2 separate regions of the Mus musculus genome follow, and region 2 is linked to region 1. A link is a contact called in public promoter capture Hi-C data. All regions are on one chromosome and are shown on one strand. The core of a region is the stretch at or near the end of the contact, and the rest is flanking DNA. Distances in the headings are between cores, read along the strand shown. Region 1 holds the start of Actr3 (ARP3 actin-related protein 3). Region 2 overlaps Mgat5 (mannoside acetylglucosaminyltransferase 5).

The links. Promoter capture Hi-C pulls out the DNA fragments that hold promoters and counts their contacts.
Region 2: a promoter capture Hi-C map of pre-B cells shows a contact between it and region 1. The contact joins the enhancer-like site here to the promoter of Actr3 in region 1. A contact is called at or near these places in 2 of 39 promoter capture datasets (the C10 cell line and pre-B cells), 1 of 484 Hi-C or Micro-C datasets (the MNK3 cell line) and 1 of 115 datasets of contacts at active chromatin or transcription factors (thymic regulatory T cells).

Annotation. Positions count from the first base shown.
Region 1 is chr1:125,433,601-125,437,791 of GRCm38.p6, forward strand. Actr3 (ARP3 actin-related protein 3) reads right to left here and starts at 2,127. Exons shown (of 12, transcript NM_023735.2): 1 at 1,685-2,127. The coding sequence starts at 1,728.
Region 2 is chr1:127,307,278-127,311,468 of GRCm38.p6, forward strand. The region is part of intron 3 of Mgat5 (mannoside acetylglucosaminyltransferase 5); the gene reads left to right. Among named protein-coding and RNA genes, the nearest start is that of Gm51747, 9.1 kb to the left of the region's middle. Within about 2 kb of position 2,169, at least 49 of the 459 cell types and tissues checked have an H3K27ac peak or open chromatin away from gene starts, as enhancers often do. A contact at or near this core is called in the MNK3 cell line and pre-B cells, where this site is marked.

The sequences.
Region 1 (4,191 bases), core at 877-3,376:
AGGTCACTTAGGGACAATTAAGTTCAAGTACCAAATACTATTCATTCAAAAATAACCAAAACTGCATTCCAAAAGAGGAAAATAGATACATAAAAAGAATAAAAAGACAAATCCTACTTAAGCAGCCATGGCATTATTTATAAGGTGATCAGTGACTATGTGGTTCTACTGACAGTGATTTCTAAAGCATGAAAGTACAACATAGCACTATCTGTCACTTCAATACAATACACTTGAAAAGTCCTATTCACTCTGGCTAATTCTAATTTTTAAAATGGCTCTAACATCCAACAACTGATCAATTAAACTACAAAAGGATAAACTTAAACACATACACAGAAACACTTCAGGGAGGTGACACTGGATTAAAAGAAAACCTAACTTTAATAAAATGTCAACTAAGAAAATACATAGAAATTCCAAGACTAGACTAGTGTTTTCCAAGAAAAAAAAAGTTTTCTGTTGTTTCCAGCTGCCTGACAAAATTACAAATAAAGGCAGAAGAGTTTTAACTAGTGTGGAGGGAAAGAAAAGGCATCGCTTAAATAACTGTGGTAGGGAGAATAAGAGGAAAAAGGTTGGCAACTATCCTCAAAACCACTGATGTATTTGGGGGATTCGAGATCAGACAGGCCTCTTCCTCCACCAAGGATTTCAACGTAGAACATAAAAAAATGTACAGTCTTCTCTCTAGGTCACTACCCAGAGCAAGTTGTAACTCTTGACAAGGTTCATTAATACAAAACCACTACTTTAAAGTCATTTTAGTCAACCACACTACTATCAGAAACAATTACTTTAAATCAAACACATTCCTTTATACCCCCTTTCAGTTTTCAAGACACAGTCACAAAACGAACGTGAACAAACGTTTAGGTTCCAGGGTGCGTCCCTTCTCTCCCCTCTGTCTCCCTCCGTGGACACACAAGAACATTTTTTTTTCTAGTTCAGACATATTGATACCTACCACTCATAATGTACTCTTTATGCAACCTGCTTAATTTTGAAAGTTCTAATAAGACGTGGTAACGTTCGAGACGAAAAACTACCTTATAAGGCTATAAAAGACGGAAAGCAGGAAGCGGCTTTGACAAAACTAAGGAAGTTGCAGCGCGCTTGCTCACCAAGGGACTTTTTTGAGGCAAGAGCTATAACCCCCGTGAGATCCTCCTCGCTGGAACTGACTTGGTTCAATGGGTAGTGGGAGATGGCTACGAATGGGTGTGGGCGGAAACCAGGCGGCGCGTGGGTCCGCTGCAAAAGCCCCCCATGCTAGCTTCCCATTTTCACAGCCTGGTTCGTCGCTCTCCCCACCCACACGCCCTAAGAGATCGAGAGTTGTCACCGCGATCTTGCAAAATCTGCAAGGAGCGCTTCTCTCTCTCTCTCTCTCTCTCTCTCTCTCTCTCTCTCTCTCTCTCTCTCTCTCTCTCTCTCTTTTCCTTGCTCCTAGGTCTGGAGGTCCTCGGTGGGTGCCCTGCTTCACAGGCAGCAAAGGGGAGAGAAGGGAAAGGACAGCCAGGTGGGCCAGACGGCCTCCTCGGAAAGGAAGGGCCTGGAAAAGATCTCTGTCCCGGGAGGCTCCCGGCACCACCCCTCGCCAGTCTGGCCGGCTCCCCCCATTCATCTCCCTCCTCCGCCCGTCCCCGGCCTCAGTCTCCCCCACCCCGAAGACCCGCCGTACCCCGTGCCACAGTCCACCACACAGGCCGGCAGCCGTCCCGCCATCTTCCTCCTCGCCCGCCGCTGCCGTCCGTTCCGTGCTGCTGAGAGGCCGGGGAGCTAGAGATGGGAGCTGGCTGACCATGCACCGGCCCGGGCCGCCCTCGGTCGGGAGGGAGGGAGGAAGGGAGGGAGCTGTGGGAAGCCCGAGCAGGAGCGAGTGAGCAGTCGGCTAGTACTTCCGCAAGCCCAGCAGGCTGGCCGGCCGGCAGGCTGGCTGTCCCCGCCCTACCCTGCCGCGGCCTCCTCCTCTACCCCTCCGCTCTCCGCCCTCCTCCTCCTCCTCCTCGCTCCCGCCCCCACCCTACAACTTCTTCCCCCTCGCACTGCCTTTCCGCGGGGAGCCAAGATGGCCGCCGCTGCCGACGCCCCGGCCAGGCCAGGCCCCAGGCCGCGATCGCTCCCACTTCCGGTTCCGGGTGGGAGGAGCGAGCACGCGCGCGCGTGCGTGCGATGTACTGTGCGGCCGCCCGGCCCCGGCTCCCTTCCGGATAGCCAGAAAGTCCACTTTGGGTTTTCAAATAGCTGGAAGCCCAGAAGCCAAGCTGAGCTTGAAGGGGGTCCAGAAGCGGCTACGCATGCGCAGTGGCGCGCAGCTGTGGGTCGCGGCTCCGCTTCCGACTTGCGAAGATTCCAGTTCGCATTTTCTGGCCGGTGGCAGCCCAGAAGTCAGGCAGTTATTTAGTTAGGAAGCTGGCTTTTGGTGGTGGTGGGTGTTGAGTGTGTTTCTTCTCTGCTAACTTGAGCCATGGGCAGGAGGCTTTCTACTGTGGGGTGAAGGGCTAATTGGAAACGTGGTCAGCGGCATGTCCCCATAATCGCTGTAGGTGAGCAGTCAGAAAAGGGATGTGTCCTGAGATTTATGTCAGTTATACTATTGCATTGTAGTTTGCAAGCTCCCCAAAATGGTGGGCCTTTGCTTTTAAGACAGGCAAGGATCCAAGACGTTAGGTTGAACAATAACAAACCCACCTTCTTCAGGGTTTGGGGATTCCTGTGTGTCTTCCAAGAAAGGCAAGTGTTGGATCAGTGACATGGCTTAGCAGGTAAAGATGCTTGCACTCACTAACCTGAGTTTGAGCCCTTGGAGATCCACATGCTGGAAGGAATGAAAAGACCCCCACAAGTTGTTCTTTGATTTTGCGCACATCCTCCCCCTCATAAGAAAATATAAAACAAAAATTAAAAAATCAAGTTTCCCAGAGGTTATGCTCTACATAGCCTGTACAAATGGCCTTTATTTGGGTTTTGGGGTGATGATAAACTTCTTTCAAGAGTAGTGAGATTATCTCCGGCCTTTAAGAAAGGCCAGTGTCCCAGAGGTTGTGTTCTACAAAATAGACTCTGTGCAGGTGGCCTCTATTCCGGTTGAAGTGACAATGAATTTCCTTCTGTGGAGTGCTGTTAACGTGATACCAACTTTTTCTAGTTGGAAAAAAAAAGAAAAAGAAAAAGAAAGAAAGATGAGAAAAAGATATGTATTTTTTTACATCACAGACTTAAAAAGTAATACTTTTAAAACTTGAATACATCAGAGTAACATAGAAAGCTTAAAGTATGTTGCTGGGTCATCTCCCAGGGGATTAGGCAAAATCAATGTGCAGTAGAACCTGAGAATTTACTTTCTCATCAGCAGGAACCTGGAAAGTTAATAGCTTTCCTTCCCAACAGGCTTGTCTTTTATTTATTCTTTAGCAATCCCATACATGTAAATGCTATATCTTGATTGAATTTACCCAGAACCTTCTCTCTGGCTCCCCTGGATATCCCAATGTATTCCTCCTCCTCCTCCTCCTCCTCCTCCTCCTCCTCCTCCTCCTCCTCCTCCTCCTCCTTTTCTCCTCTTCCTCTTCTTCCTCTTCTTCCTCCTCCCTTCCTGTCCCCTCTGATTTTCATTTATTTTTTGGTAATCTCCTGAATCCAGTCAGTTTGGTTGAAATGCTGACTGATCTTGGCTAGATCTTCAGGAAACTATAACTGCAAAATCTGTGTCATGTCCAGAAGACAGCATCTTCTATGCACCCCCATCCCCTCCTCCATGATGCTCCCCGAGCTTTGTGGAGTGGTGAGGGTCTGCATAGATGGACCATCTAAGGCTGATGGTCAGTAGTCACCTACCCTCAGCATGATATGTGTAGAAATATCAGTGTTTACAAGGTAATATTACAACAGGTCTATTGAGTAGGGCAACAGGTTTCCCTATACAGCCTGTGACGGCCTAAACCATGGGAGGTTTGGACAGGTTTAGCATAATCTGCCTAAATTCCCTTCTGAAGAGCAGGCCTCATCCAAAAGTGTTTGGTCACCCCCATACCCCCTGTGCCATACTGTACTGGAGAGCATATTTTGAGCAGGCTAATCTAGGTTTGCTTATATGAGACCATAATAATACATTAAGAAAAGATGTGTTATTCAATGCAGAAAATTCTGTTATCAGGTTAGGTAAGCTGACCTGAGGGGTAAAATACC
Region 2 (4,191 bases), core at 919-3,418, 1.9 Mb after region 1:
CCTCAACTTCTGAGGGATTATCTTGTCCCTGCCTTCCATCTCTGTACAGGCACACTGGGATTCTATATGCAGGCTGCCGTGTTTGGCTCGATATGGATTCAGTGGATCTGAACTCAGGTCCTTACACTTGTCCAACAAGCCCTTTAACCCACAGAGCCAACTCCCCAGCCCATAGCTGTATTTCTAGAAAGGTAAAGCTGTACCCTTTGTGGGACTCCTATATACACAGACACCCCAGACCTGCCACTCAGAGCACCAGAGCTCTCTCTGGCTTGCATTTATAGCCAGTCCCCACTCTGTCAACTTATTTCTAGGTTCTGCTCACAGGAGTGTGTTCAGAGAGTGCAAACAAACATTTTCATTATCTGTCCTTAAACAAAATGTAATTAGCTCCAGTGGGGAGGAGGATGTCTCGGATGCCGTTAAGGTCAGTGTTGAGCTAATGAACTGCCCCGAACCATTAATGTTTGATTTTCCAGACTTTATTGCTTTTGTCTTTAACTGTGCTCAACTCATTGCTCATTTCAGGAACCTCGTGTTTTTGAAAATAACACACGAGGGCTGGAAATAGTGCTTAGCTTGCCTGGCATGCTTGGTTGGATCTGGGCATGGCGGCACATGCCTGAAACCCCAGCATGGTGGTGCTATTGGCAGGAAGATCAGATGTTCAGGGCCATCCTCATCTACCTAGGATGTTTGATGTTGGCCTGGCTATATGAGGCACTATACACACACAAACACACACACACACACACACACACACACACACACATATAACTTTAGATATATATAAAATGATGTATGTGAAATTTATCTTCCTTTTTTAGTAAGAGCTATGCTTAATTTAGAAAAAAATTGAAGGCAGGAAAACAAAAGAGAAAAATCACATAAAAGTGTCCTCTGAGCAATATACACAATTAGCATTTAGTGTATAACTTTGCAATAGATTTTTTTCTGTCTTATTCATTATTATTATTATTGTTGTCATCTGTGCATTTCCATTCATGTTTCTGTGTGCATGCACCACTGCACACAGTGGAGCCCAGAGGGCAGCCTTTAGGAGCTGGTTCCCTCTTTCCACCACACAGGGATGGAACTCTGGTCTGGCTTGCATGGCAAGTGCCTGTACTCACTGAGCCATCTCGCATGACCCAGACGGTGCCAGAGTGCACATACTGACACTTAAAATAAACATCGCAAGTGGAATTCGGGCCATAGCGTCGTAGAGATTCTGCTTCCAGGATGTGCTGTGGTCACAGAGGGTTCCGAATGACCTGGTTTTCTAGGGGGTGAGCTCTTGTTAGTTGTCAAAGGGGAAATGGAGCCATCAAACCCAGTCTTCAGTGGGTCTAGTGTTTGCTGTAGATGGCATGCTGGGATGGTGTAGGAGAGCTAGTGCTCTGCTTTGCAGCCTAGTCAAAAATATGCCCTCAGTTAGAACACATGAAACTGTAGGCTTAGTTTGCGCAGCTGGAGTACAGACACAGGGACTCATATGTGCCGCAGAAACTTGGCTCTAAAGTGTATGTGTCTATGAAGAGACGGGCGCTACAGCTCGGGGACTCCGATGTTCTTTCTCAGTTCTTAGGACATGAATCCTTAGGTCACACTGTCTGCTTTTGATGTATCTCTTCAACATTTATCAGCAGTAATGTGGGGGATGGCTCAGTTGGTAAAGGGCTTGCCAAGCAACCCCGAGGACCTGAGTTTGATTCCCCAGCAGCCGTGTAAAAAGTCAGTGTTACTAGGCACTGGCTTTTCACACGTCTGAATAAAATGCCTTTTTAAATGTAATGTATTAAAGCCATGAAGCTCTGTTTTGTGTGCCACTGTCCAACCACCAACACTAGGTACCCAACACTAGGTACACAAGACAAATGACTCATTGACTTGACCTATACGGTCTATCGGTCTCAGAGATCAGTTACCACCAGAGAGAACAGAATAGCACGAAATGTTAGTGTTGAATAAGTGTGATGTGACCCTGTGGTAGATGCTGTCTTAAAGGTTTTAATTCTACATTAATTACGTTCGTCAGGAAGGACAGCAACTTAGCAGGTGTTTCCTCTAAATACAGTTTATCAAACTTTTTTCATAGGCAAGACCAACACGTTATGTATTTATAGACTTGTGGTTTTACCAGTTGTCTTTATCATGTGTTGCTAAATAACGTATTCCAGAGAAACGAGCGAGTGTGTGTGTGTGTGTGTGTGTGTGTGTGTGTGTGTGTGGTGGGATATGTAATATAAAGGGAAACCAGGAAATTGATTACAAAAGGGCCTGAGGACCTGTTTTCAACCCCCAGAAACCATGTTAAAAAAAATCCAAGCATAGTTGGTGTGCTTGTTATAATCCCAGCACTCGGGAGGCACTGGCTGGCTGACTAAGCATACTTCCTGAGCTCTAGATCAGTGGGCGACCCTTTGTCAACCAAAAACAAACAAGGTGGATGGTGTTTGAAGAATGACAGTTGAGGGTATTCTCTGGCTTTCTCCACATGCACATAGGTGTGCACATGCAGGTGTACACACACACACACACACACACACACACACACACACACCTGTCTCAGTCTTGTGTTGGAATTCCCACCGTGTGCTTGTCGTCACAGGACAGAGCCTAGCCGAGTGGTTTTTGGAGCTGAGTTTCTAGAACTTACTAGAATGTGTGTGTTTGAGGTATTTGGGACCATCCTATGGTGCGGTCTACTGAGACAGGGTTTCCTGGTTCTGTTGCTGATTTAGGTTAGATAAATCTACTTCGGTACAACTTTACTTACATGGTATTTTAATTTTCTTCTGTTGCTGTTTTGGTCATAAGTTGCACTCTGACCGAAGGCAGCTTAGGGAAGGGAAGAATTTATTTGACTTACACTTCCAGCTCAGAGTCCAGTCTATCGTTGAGGAAAGTGGAGGCAGGAACCTGGGTGAAGGAACCATGAAAGAACACTGCTTGCTTGGTCACTCCCTGACTTGATGTGGTTCCCTCGTGGACTTCTGCTTAGGTGGCTTAATTATACAGTTTAGGACCACCTGCTCGAGAGAAGAGGGAGGGGAGAAGGGAGAGGGATGGGCTGTTTCAGTTTGACCCTTAAAGGTTACACATAGTACACATAGTATAAGCTTTTAACAGAAGATAACAGTAACCTCTCCCTAGTTTTGACAAAGATGATGATAATAAATATATTCTAAAGTAGATAATTGGTATGTTTATTTGGTTTTTGCGTCTTGAGTTTAGCAACCTCCCTGTTTCTTTGGCTTGGGATTTTACACACTGGCACCTAAGTAGCAGGGTGGTGTTAGCAAGGTGTGATCTAGTGCTAGTCCTGAGAAATCTAGAGAGACATCCAAGTGACCCCAACCTCTCCTTGAATTTGCCACCACTGGTGACATTGACAGGTAGGCAGCTCTGGTGGGTGGAGGCAGGAAGATCAGGAATTCAGAGTCATTTTGGCTACACGGGAATTTGGGGGGTCAGCCTGAGCTCCTGGAGATCCTGTCTCAGGTAAGATACTAAAATTCTGGGATGTTGGGTGGCTTAGCTGGGCTGTGTGGGTCATCTATTTGCAGACTCTTCATTATCTGCCACAGACACAGACCATGTTTGATGGGCTGCCAAGATATTTGCCCTAAAAGAATGAACAATCGGTCCTACGTGTTCAGTATCTGTGTTTAGCTTAAAAGGATCCTATTAGTTGTCTGAAATAAAAATTTCAAGAATGAAGGAATTTGGTAGGAGTAAAGGGGAAATGGGGGGGGGGAGATGGGGTATGTGTCAAAATGACTAAAATATATTATGTACATGTATGAAATTGTCAGAGTATAGGAAAGTGACAAGCCTCTCCTTCCATTCCCACATGGGAAGGGTCAGAGGATCTTGCTATGCTATAAGTAGAACTTTGGTGTTGGACGAATTTTAATAGTTGATTTTTTTTAAGTGATTCCTACTTCGTTATAATCCCGTTTGTAGACCTTAGAACAGTGTTGAGCAAGGTTTGGCCTATGGGCTAAATTCAGACTGCTGCTTATTGGTATAAATAAAGTTTTGTTGGAACATGGCCACTCTCAAGATTCAATTACTTAGAAACATGGTGACACCAACAGTCATTTCACACAACTGAAACTTCTGAAACCTTCCAAATTGTTCCTTCTCCAGTCACCATAGCCCATTCTCTGGTCACGCCCACTAGGG